Linked DNA regions of Sus scrofa: region 1 is linked to region 2. The links are chromatin contacts, called in public HiChIP or PLAC-seq maps. All regions are on one chromosome and are shown on one strand. The core of a region is the stretch at or near the end of the contact, and the rest is flanking DNA. Distances in the headings are between cores, read along the strand shown.

Region 1 (5,797 bases), core at 246-2,745, 260 kb before region 2:
CATAAAACAACAGCTTTTCAAAACGCGTTTTAAAATTAGATGAGTTACAGTGATTTTCAAGCTGTGCTTCTCGGCTGGGAGAAGGGGGGAGGAAGGAGGAGGAAGACAAGGTGGGGCTCCTGTTCGGGGCTCGGCACGTCTATCTTCTCCCTTCAGGAAGGGAGTGTATTTCATTAATAGAGTGAGACACTAAGCAAGACTTCATCTGAGCAAAGGATAGCGAGGAGAATGAGGAAAAAGAAAAAGTTTGAAAACTACAAAGGATCAAAATATGACAGGACTTATTCTTTTTCAAATAAATAACCTGAAGTCACTATTGCTCTCTAATCAAGGCCACTTAGGTTTAGTACAATAGCCACATTTCTATGACACCACTTAGGAGAAGAAAAGTGTGGCTCAAGAAAGCTAGCTGGGACTGGGCAGGGATTATTTCTCGGGTGTACAAATACCCTGATAGTGCCCTCTGTTGTTAGTAAAACAAAGCAATGGTCTGAACATGGTTGCAGCTAAAGGCAAATTGTTAAAGCAAATGAAAATCAAAGGCAATCAAATTTTAAAACACTGAATGGTTATTCTAAGACACTACCAGGCACTGGGGGTGGGGGTGGGGGGGAGACACAGATATATACATCTTGGTTTCTATCCACAAAAAAATAACCACATTGAATTATTGAAACAAAAATATTTGAAAACTTAAATGTAAGAAACATTATAATGCTGCAGTATTACATTTTGTTATCTACAAATACAGAACTCGAGTTTTCAAGGTGCTCAGTATCAAATAATTTTACTTGAAAGGCAATGCCTGTTATCAAATGACCCCCATCCCTGCTCCTCCTCCAAAAAAAACTGCTTTGGATGCTTAGAAAAATATTGTGAGGCATATATCTTAACCCCACACAGCTCTTTAGGAAAATAAAAATTATTCAGCAAAATAAGAATGAGAGGCATGAAAAGCCATATATATGATTTTGCAGGATAAACCATAAATATTATAAGAAAGAAAAAGGAAATATCAGGATGGTGTGGAGTGCTATGGGCCAGTTTCATCCAGGAGAAGGCTTCCAAGAATAAGCTGTATAGGTGAACGAGGAAAGATTTTACAAAGGAATTAAGATACTAATAAAAGCATGAAGTGAGCATTCTGACAAAGAAAGAGGGGTAGCAGTTTGATCAGCCAGCCAGATATAGCTAATTCATTTTAAGGAGTAGTAAGAGATAAAGTTGGGTGCATAAGAAGAGAGAAAATGCCTTGAGCACAAAGCAAAGGTGTAAAAGCTAGCAGGCAACGTTAAGTGGACTGTTGAACAGGGCAATATTTTAGCAAATTAATTTAGCAGTGGTATGCAAGATGCATTAGAGAGTGAAACGACACTTTTCTGTTTCTTCTCACCTCTGCCCAACTTCTTTTATTAACAGCCTTCCGAACACACTCTGCCTATCTAACTTTGTTTCTACTGTTTTCCAACACGGACACACTGCTTCATCAGTAAAGACAGAGTCTACATTATGGTGCTTCCTCTTTCAGAGGATGTTTGTGTCTCAATTTCTATGGTTTTGAAATCGCATTCATCCTTCAAGGTTTTAGCACGGGCACTGCTGGCCTTAGAAAAAGGCTTTTCCAATTACTCCAGCCTTGTGGCTCTCAAGGGTGGCACCGACCCTCTGCTCCAGCACCCCCAAAAGACTTCTGGAAGTAGGGGGATAGATTTTAGGTTACTGTAATGACCAGAAAGGGCTACGGGGCATTGAGTGCGCAGGCGCCAGACATGGTAAACATCTTAAAGTGCAGGGTATAGACCCACACAATGATGAAATGCCCTGCGGTAGATTGTAATGATTTTGCTAACTCTCTTCATTCATATAAATATTTACCAAGCATTTACATGCACAAGGCTCCGCAAGAGGCGGAAAGATGAGTAACAAACAGATCATTCTTTTAAGGCTATACTCTGGCAGACAAAAGAAAAATTAAATGAACATTACAGATAAAGAATACAGGGTTTTTTGGCCATGCCTGCAGCATGTAGAAGTTCCCAAACTAGGGATCAATCCAGGCCGCTGCAGTGACAATGTCAGGTCCTTAACCTGCTGCGCCACAAGGAACTCCAGGAATATGTTTAATGAATAAATTCTATATAAATAAAATTTTAAATTGGATTCAGGAGTTTCTGTTGTGGCTTCAGTGGTAACGAACCCGATTAGTATCCATGAGGATATGGGTTCGATCCCTGGCCTCACTCAGTGGGTTAAAGATCCAACACGGCTGTGAGCTGTGGTGCAGGTCGAAAACGTGGCTTGGATTCTGAGTTGCTGTGGCTGTGGAATAGGCCAGCAGCTGTAGCTTCAATTCAACCCCTAGCCTGGCAACTTCCATATGCCGCACATGCCCTAAAAAGAGGAAGAAAAAAAAAAAAAGCACTGCTATATATAGCACAGGGAACTATATCTAGTCAATTGTGGTGGAACATGATGGAAGATAATGTGAGCAAAAGAAGATATATATGTACCTATGTATGACAGGGTCACTTTGCTGTACAGCAGAAATTGACAGAACATTGTAAATCAACTATAATAGAAAAAAGAAAAATCTTTTAAAAAATAAAATAAAATAAATTGGATTCAATCTATCAACATGAGAACACTTACCAGAATCCAGTTACAACGTGCTAGCTCCAATAGCTAGTCGTGTCTTTGTTTGGTTTGGTTGACTGGCTGAAGCCTGAACACAAGAATGGACTTCATTAAAGGCCACTGAGATGCCAGACATTTCTCAGTACAATATAGAGAAGAAATAAGGAGATGTGAATGTTAAAATGTTAAACCATGCCCAGCTCCTAAGAAGAGCCAAAGACCCCTTTCACCAAAATACTGACATATACATTCAATAAACACCTCTTTAATGTAGTAGCTCTTCTGAGTAGGCTAGAGATGCAGGTGGGAAATTAGCCACTGAAATAGGCTTTCTGATTTTAAAGGGATACTAGGACCTTGGATTGGCAAAGGCCAAGCAGCAGCCTTTAATCATTGCTCCCATAACCGTGGGTTTAGTTACATGTATACATATATATACATGCATTTGTATACAAACCCCCACCGACCCCAACCTTTTGCATCAGTGGACTCATACTGCATGCTTTTTTCACTGAGACACTTATTCTGTCAATCTTCCTCCTCTCATTCTTCCTGGTAATCAATATTGACAGCTTGGTGTATGGCTTTTCACAACTTTTTCCAAGTTTACGAAATTCCTACCTCAACTTATATACACATATAGGAATTTCTGTTATTGGGTTATAAAAGAGATCATATTGTACACCTATTTTGGCATTTTGCTTTTCTCACCAAAGTTATATATATGGAAATGTGTTTAAACTAAATGATGATAATTTTAAGAGTTACAGAATATTTCATAATTATAAAACACAATTTGTTAAACTCTTTCCTTGCTAATGGGCATGTGGATTGATTTCAGGGTTTTTTTATTTTATGCTATTAATATATTGTTGAAATAAACATCCTTGTGAGAGTTTTGTGTCTGTGGAATTTATTCACAGGAGTGGAATTGCCAAGTTGAAGGAATGTATATTTTAAATTTGAAAAGATACTTTCCTGAAAATCATATTTTCAAAAGTAAAATCAGTATATCCTTCTCATTTACTTTCATAGGCCCACCAGTCAACAATAATACAGTTTTTTGGTGTTTTTTTTTTTTTTTTTTTTGTCTTTTTAGGGCCACACTCTTGGCATATGGAAATTCCCAGGCTAGGGGTCAAACAGAGTTGTAGCTGCCGGCCTACGTGACAGCCACAGCAAAGCCAGACCCGAGCCACCTAAGCTACAACTTGGGGCAATGCCAGATCCTTTAACCCACTGAGCAAGAGTTATCAAACCTGCATCCTCATGCATACTAGTTAGGTTCTTAACCTGCTGAGCCACAATAGGAACTCCAAGTATTACAGTTTTTAAATCCCATTGACTACTGGGCTTAAGCATATTTTTATAGATTTACTGACCATTTTGAGTTCTAGTTTTCTGAACTACCTATTTATACTTTTTGCCTATTTTTCTCTTGGGTGCTTGTTTTTTCCTTATTATTAACTAGAAGCTCTTTGTGCACTATAGATATTAACTTGTTATATTTTATACTTTTTCTATTTTCCAAATGGATAGCAACTAGTGCCAGTACCTTTAAAAACATTTTAAGGAGTTCCCATCGTGGCACAGTGGAAATGAATCCGACTAGGAACCATGAGGTTGCGGGTTCCATCCCTGGCCTTGCTCAGTGGGTTAAGGATCCGGCGTTGCCGTGAGCTGTGGTGTAGGTCTCAGACGAGGCTCAGATCCCGTGTTGCTGTGGCTCTGCATAGGCTGGAGGCTACAGCTCTGGTTAGACCCCTAGCCTAGGACCCTCCATATGCCATGGGTGTGGCCTAAAAAGACAAAAAAAAAAAAATTTAAATTAAATTTTGACATACAACAGAAAAATGTGCAAGTCACAAGTAGAGTGCCCAACGAATCAGCACAATATGAACCTTATCCAGGTTAAGAATTATTACCAGCATTCAAGAAGTCTTCCTCAAGCCCCTCAAAGATAACCACCAACTTTAACATAATTTAATTTTATCTGTTTCTGAAATTACATATTCTTTTTTCACCACTCTTTTGAAATTAATCTTTGTGGTTGCCTACAGCAGCTAATAGTTGGTCTTCGGGGCTATATAGTATCCTACTGTATAAATATATGACCATCAAAATCTGTAACATTTGAATTTTTCCTAGTTTTAGACTTTGCAAGTAATTCTGCTATAAACATTCTTGTAAGCGTACATTCAACTTTGACTGTTATTACCAAATTACACTCCCACAGGCAGCAAAAGAGAAGTGTAGTTACTCCATATGCAGCCAACACTGGTAGAGCCAGAATTTCATTTTAGTCATGCTGATGGGTGTGGAGCGGTACTCATTTGGCTTTACTTTACATCTCTCTGATTACTGATGTGGTTGAGTAACTTTTCATGTTTACTGGTCATTCAGATATCCTCTTTGTGAAAGGTCCTTTGTTTAGTTTTCTTGCCTTTCTTCCTATTACATTATCTTTACATTTTTGATTTGTAGGAGCTCTTTATATTTCTAGCAAGAGCCTCCATCATCAATATCATTTTGATATAAACCACTCCCACTGAACTGAGGAATTATTTTTGCTTTGAATTTTAACAAGTCAGGATGCTAATTCTGTTCCACTATTTATTTTTATGTCAATATTAGTGTTTTAATTACAGTACATTTACAATATGTTTAATATTTGTTAAAGCAAGTTCTTACTAGAGTTCCCTGGTGCTAAGTGGGTTAAAAATTTGGCATTGTTGCTGCAGTGGCATGGGTTCGATCCCTGGCCCAGGAACTTCGGCATGTTATGGGCATGGCAAAAAAAAAAGCAGCAAGTTTCTATCTCCAAATGTATTATTTTACAATATTTTTTTTTGGCTGCGCCAATGCAGTGACATGCAGATTCTTGACCTGCTGCTCTACAAGGGAAGTTCTACAATAATTTTAAACCTAATTTTAAAAACATACTGTTCTATATACTTTAACATCGTATTACCCGATCTTCTCCTCAACAAAAACCCCAACACTATTGAGAATCTAATTGAAATTGTATTAAATTTGTACAATAATTTTAAGATGATTGGCATTTTATTATATCAAAGCTTCACAAACATATATTTTTTAGTTTGTTCAGATCTTATGCTCACTAATAGTTTTAAACCCTTTTATAATTACAGATTTTATGCCT
Region 2 (6,366 bases), core at 1,594-4,093:
CAGCGAAACGCAATCAAAACCACAATGAGATGCCACCTCACACCCGTCAGAATGGATATCATCAAAAAGGCCAGAAATGACAAGGTTGGTGAGGATGTGGAGAAAAGGGAGCTCTTGAGCACCGTACAGAGAAAGGTAAATTGACGCAGGCATTGCAAAACACAGTAGGGATTTTTTTTTTTTTACCAAAAAAATTAAAAAACAAAACTACCACATGACCAGCAATTCCACACCTGAGTACTTATGTGAAGAGAACAAAAACACTAATTTGAAAAGAATCCACTCCCCCACGTTCATTGCTGCACTATTTAGAACAGCAAAAAGAGAGAAGTAACCTAAGTGCCTATGGATGGTGACTGAATATAGAAAATGTGGTATAGAAGTTCCTGTCATGGCTCAGTGGAAATGAATCTGCCTGGCATCCATGAGGACGCAGGTTCGATCCCTGGCCTCGCTCAGTGGGTTAAGGATCTGGCACTGCCGTGAGCTGTGGTATAGGTCACAGATGTGGCTTGGATCCCAAGTTGCTGTGGTTGTGGCTAGGTGAGTGGCTACAGCTCCGACTGGACCCCTAGCCTGGGAACCTCCGTACGCCGAGGGTTCGGCCCTAGAAAAGACAAAAAGACAAAAAAAAAAAAAATCTTGCCATCCGTGACGACATGAGTAGATCCTGAAGACATTATGCAAAGTGAAGTAAGAGAAAGACAAATACTACATGATCTCACTTCGATGCGGAATCTCAAACAAAAACAAAACCTAACCAAAAAACCAAGCTCACAGATACAGAAAACCAGTAGGTGGTTGCCAGAGGCAGGGGTCAGAGTGGGGGTGAAAAGAGTGAAGGGGCTCAAAAGGTACAAATTTCTAGCTATAAACTAAGTCATGGGGGTGTGAGACACAGCATGGGGACTATAGTTAATAACACTGGCTTATTTGAAAGCTGCTGAAAGCATAGATCCTAAAAGTTCTCATTATAAGAAAAACATTTGGTAACTATGTATGGTGACAGATGTTAATGAGAATTATTGCAATGCTCCTTCTGCAACATATCCAAAGAGCAAATCGTTATGTGGTACCCCTGAAACTAATCTCATATTACTATGTCCGTTATGCCTCAATTAAAAAAATTGAGAACCATAAGACAATCCTACTAGTGCTTAGAGTTTTATCCGAAAATAAAAATAGTAATTTGAAATGTGATGTCATATTAAATGATTCTGCTAGAGAAATAGATAAATAAACCATCAAAAATAGAACATTATTAATTGGGGTGCACATAAATATACAGTATGAACCACCAAGTCTTATAAGTATACCAGTCAGCTTTAAAGAAAATGTGACTGTGACTAAATAACCAGCTCAGAAAGGCCTAATTAAAGAGACACCAAAGGAAAGAGAAAAACACAGCATGTTCATTCCAATCGAAATAGTACCGTAAGTATGTATAATCAAAACAAGGATCTGGTGAAATTTTTCTATAACTCTTACAGCATGAAAGTTTAAATTTCTGCTCATTTAAAATATTGTCAGGAGTTCCCGTCGTGGCGCAGTGGTTAACGAATCCGACTAGGAATCATGAGGTTGCGGGTTCGGTCCCTGCCCTTGCTCAGTGGGTTAAGGATCCGGCATTGCCGTGAGCTGTGGTGTAGGTTGCAGACGCGGCTCGGATCCCACGTTGCTGTGGCTCTGGAGTAGGCCGGGGGCTACAGCTCCGATTGGACCCCTAGCCTGGGAACCTCCATATGCCGCGGGAGCGGCCCAAGAAATAGCTAAAAAAGACTAAAAAAATAAAAAAATAAAATAAAATATTGTCAAACACTTGGGGTCTTTTCTATAATATTTTTCTGAAAAAAGTGAAGAAAAATCACTAAATGCTTTTAATACTTAACAATAAATTATGCAGATGAAGTTGTGAATAATTAGCCCATTGGGCAAAACCAAATTTGGGCCCTTTGCTATTTCCCTTTTTCGGTTTCTGAACATGATCATTTCAGGGTCCATAAGTACGCAAAGACTGTAAAATGGTATCATACCTCTAAGACTTGACAATTTATATCGCAAGTTTACATTAGAATTTTAAAACATCTTATTCTTCAAAAAGTTCAGGAAATCAGCTCCCTCAAACCACATTTGTGGTTTTTAGAATCAAAATAAGTAGCTGAACTACATGTTACACAAGATGCAAACACACACACACAAAAGCGCTTTCCTCAAAACTGGTTTCAACATCTCAGCATTTCCAAGCTACTGAGCAGGGATCCAGAGTCTCCCTGAGTCTCACGAATATCAATTTATGCACATAAACCGAGAGGAGTGAACACCCCAACAGCCAAGCTTTTCTTCCCACTTTAATGCAAATCGGATGCAGTTTAATGCTTTGTTCCCTACGGAGACCCAGGAGAGGACGGAGGGGGAGATTGTCTCGGTTGCCAGAACCTTAGAAAAAACCTAGAGCCAACATCTTCCTTAGACTTTACAGGCAAAAAGCTGGAAAAGCTTTAAACTGAATCGATCTAATAGATTAAAAACTGAATAGATAGACATTTGTTTTTTCTTTTTAAATCTTTATCTTAAAACCCAGCTTCAAGCCCCCAAAGGACACAAATGAGAGACGAAGACCACAAAAAAAAAAAAAAAAAAAAAAAAAAAAAAAAAAGAAGAAGAAGAAGAAAAAAGAAAAACCAGACCAAAAATAAATAAAAGGACAGAGAGAAACAGCAGCAGGCATGGCGGGAGCCAGCGGTACTGCGACATCCCATTTTGCAGCGCGCATCTAACCTTGAAGCCAGGGCCTCACAGAAGTCCGGTTAGAAGCAGTTTCACTTCGCTGGTTGCTCCCCGCGGGCCTTTCCGGAGGCGGAAAGCAGAAGTTCACGACCTTAAAATAGATCCTATTGTGCATGCAAGAGCAACTCCAGCAGCAAGACGTCCCTTGGGGTTAGCCCACCACGCAGTTCTCAGGTTGGCTCGCTCCATCCCATCTGTATGGACCCTTTAGAAGCCTAACTTGGCTTTGGGGGCAACTGGGCAGTGTGTGCTGAAGCCTTTGGCCACTTAGCGTTTTGCACGTTCGGCAGTAAGGTCTTTAATGAGCCGCCCTCGTGTCAGAGAAAGAATATACCGAGAAGACCCATCCGACCTCTCCACAGCTCACCTTGACGGGACACCTGCCACATGAGTCGCACTTTCGAGGACGGGACCACAGGAGGCTCGTGGGATGTGGAATGTTAAAAGAAAGCCGCCCTCGTTTTCTCTTTTGTTTCTCATTTTTCTTTCCTCTGCCTCGTCACTACCTCTGAAAGGCGTGCAATGGGGCCGCTTTTCGAGTCTCCTTAATTCTTACTGCCCGCCCATTTCAAACCAACAAGGCAGAAATGTTGACAGCTCCAGCATGGGTATCACCTGAGAGCTTGTTAGTACTGCAGGATTTCAGGCTCCATCCCAGACTTACTGAATTCGAATCTGCCTTTTAAACAAGACCCCAGCTGATTCTTATGCCCCACAGGGTTTGAGAAGTACTAAGAAACTTTGAAACTGAACGGAGGTCTTGCCCGCGGGGACCGGCCCGCGTGTGAAGGGTCACAGCGACACCGTGTGGTTATATTAGTAGTTGCTGTTGCGCTTTCTGGTGGGCAAGAGGCTATTTGACAGAACAGCAGTTTATTATTCTCACTGGAGGCAACAGATGAAGTCGTACTAGTGCCCAAAGGGCTCCGGGTTTGGCCTCTCTCCACTACGCTGTCAAAGAGATGGGATCCTTTTCTAAGGATGCCCTCTACCTGATTCGTGAACGGCTTATAGCCACAGCCATTCTGTGCACCATGAACAACAGGATCAACCGATCTCAAAGTATTTCTTTCCATTTTACAAGATTTATCAGAATATTCATAAAGCTACTGAGACAAGTGGCACAAGGATGGTTCTAGAGATCATCTAGATGAGTGATCCCCACCTTTCAAACATGAGGCTCGCTTTGTAACAGTGGTTGATATTTTTTGAATGTTTACTGTTTTGAGCACTGCTCTAAGCACCTCCATGCAGTTAGTCAATTAAGCCTCACGTTAATTCAGGGAGATAGGTGCTATATCATCTCTAGTTTGTGGACCCCTATTTGGCAGTAATTTTGTTTGTAATGTTTATTGGTTGAGAAAAATCTATACTAACAAGAAATAATTGTTATGACTCAAAAATGATTTTGATTGAATTATGATTTGAAAATGATTTTGCATTGAATTAAACCCAATCACTTCTACATATACTTAGGGAAGAGAAGTGCAGGCACATAAGATATGTTATTAACCAGCCTCAGACTGTGTTGGAGGCATATGTCAGCTTGGAACCTCTTGCAACAGCTCTAAAGCTCTCCAGAGGCAGTCTGGAAGCCCCCAACGTGGAAGCACACCCCAAATCCTTTATTGATGCCTTACCACTCAATCCTGAATGTGGTAGATTTCATCTAGTCTCTGATGATTGACAGGATCAGGCTTGCCTTGGCCTTGGATGGGGGACTTCTGGGGAGGATGAAACGGATTTCAAAGTTCCCCATGGTTACACATGTAGCTTGAAAAGTGACATTATAGAGACAAACAGACTCCATGGAAAATTTCTCCCTTCTATTCTCCAACCTATGCACCCTAGAAAGAATCATTTTCCTAACACACAATTCTTTGTGTGTGTGTGTGGCTGCATCCTTGGCATGTGGAAGATCCCGGGCCAGGGGTTGAAACCGTGCCACAGCAGCAACCCGAGCCTCTGCAGTGACAACACTGGATCCTTAACCCACTGTGCCACAAGAGAACTCTCTAAAACACAGTTCGGTTTGAGTTACTCCCCAACACAAAGTTATCTCCAACAATGTCTAGCTAGTTATGTAAGAGAAAGCCTTAATCTGATTATCCAGGTTTTCAAAGTAAAATCTAATACCAACTGACTTGCTTGTTGCTCCTCCTTGGCTCTGTCTAGATTAATCCTCTTGTCTGTGTTGCCAGTAGAAAAGGATAGCCTCAGAGGAGACCTCTAGGAGGCCAGATGGTGGCTAACATGACCCTTCCCAGGAAGCAGTGCCTTGGTTAAGTCACTTGGAATGCATAGGTAGGTCCTACATAGATACAGGAAAACAGTACTGGAAGTAACAGATAGCCTTCTCTCAAGATCAAGCATGAGTTTTACTGTGAAAAATATCATTGCCGAGTTGGCCAAATAAGTGTATGTGCTGGTGGGAATTCTCTTCCGCAGGCCCTCGGTGGAAGAAAGAGCATAAGCAGAAGGTTGCTTGGTCAGTGCAAGTCTTGGCCATTTTGTATTTCTGGCTGCCCAGTTTCAATCCCCTCTTATTAAAAGTCCATCATTTTCCAGAGTTCCCATCATGGCTCAGCAGAAACGAATCTGACTAGCATCCATGAGGATGTAGGTTCGATCCCTGGCCTGGCTCAGTGAGAGAAGGATCTGGTGTTGCCATGAGCTATGGTGTAGGTCACAGACATGGCTCAGATCCCGTGTTGCTGTGGCTGTGGCGTAGGCTACAGTTCTAATTCGACCTCTAGCCTGGGAACCTCCATATGCCGTGGGTTTGGCCCTAAAAAGACAAAAAAAGAAAGAAAGAAAGAAAGAAAAGTCCATCATTTCCTTTTGGGCATCCTTTCTTCCTGCTGGATGTAGTCTGGGAGACAGGGACCAAGATTCCAGAATTCCCTCCTTAATGGGTAGGGAGGTGGCCCAAGTGAGGACAGTTACATCATCTCTTCCAGCTATTTGAAGCTTGACTGGAGGATCAAAGAAATAGAACTCTATTTCATGCCAGCCTTCCAGAACCTCCCTTTAGACTTCTTGCTGGTGTTTGAATCCTATCCTCCAGAAATATCCTAGTTTCTGCCTGTTTCCTCATCTCCACCATTATTGATTCTGTGAGCCCCCAACATCCTTCCAAAAATGTTTCTTTTAAGTTATTGTGCTATGTAGTTATTGCTAGAATAATGTTGTATAAAAAAACCCAAGATGAAATAGAAACGATGAATGGACCCATCACAAGAACTGAAATCGAAACTGTGATTAAAAAACTTCCAACAAACAAAAGTCCAGGACCAGATGGCTTCATAGACAAATTCTATCAAACATTTAGAGAAGAGCTAACACCTATCCTTCTGAAACTATTTCAAAAAATTGCAGAGGAAGGGATACTCTGAAACTCCTTCTATGAGGCCACCATCACCCTGATACCAAAACCAGACAAAGACTCCACAAAAAAAGAAAACTACAGGCCAATTTCACTGATGAACATCGATGCAAAAATCCTCAACAAAATACTAGCAAACCGTATCCAACAATACATTCAAAGGATTGTACATCATGATCAAGTGGGATTTATCC

Evidence for each region. HiChIP or PLAC-seq counts read pairs in DNA pulled down with a chosen protein or histone mark.
Region 1: a contact with region 2 is called in an H3K27ac HiChIP or PLAC-seq map of alveolar macrophages. The contact joins two enhancer-like sites. A contact is called at or near these places in 1 of 47 Hi-C or Micro-C datasets (embryonic fibroblasts) and 1 of 2 datasets of contacts at active chromatin or transcription factors (alveolar macrophages).

The regions. Positions count from the first base shown.
Region 1 is chr8:30,375,534-30,381,330 of Sscrofa11.1, reverse strand. KLHL5 (kelch-like protein 5) reads right to left here. Exons shown (of 15, transcript XM_021101108.1): 3 at 2,650-2,722. Among named protein-coding and RNA genes, the nearest start is that of KLHL5, 17 kb to the right of the region's middle. Within about 2 kb of position 1,495, at least 6 of the 83 cell types and tissues checked have an H3K27ac peak or open chromatin away from gene starts, as enhancers often do. A contact at or near this core is called in alveolar macrophages, where this site is marked.
Region 2 is chr8:30,111,763-30,118,128 of Sscrofa11.1, reverse strand. No RefSeq gene overlaps it. Among named protein-coding and RNA genes, the nearest start is that of TLR10, 20 kb to the left of the region's middle. Within about 2 kb of position 2,843, at least 49 of the 83 cell types and tissues checked have an H3K27ac peak or open chromatin away from gene starts, as enhancers often do. A contact at or near this core is called in alveolar macrophages, where this site is marked.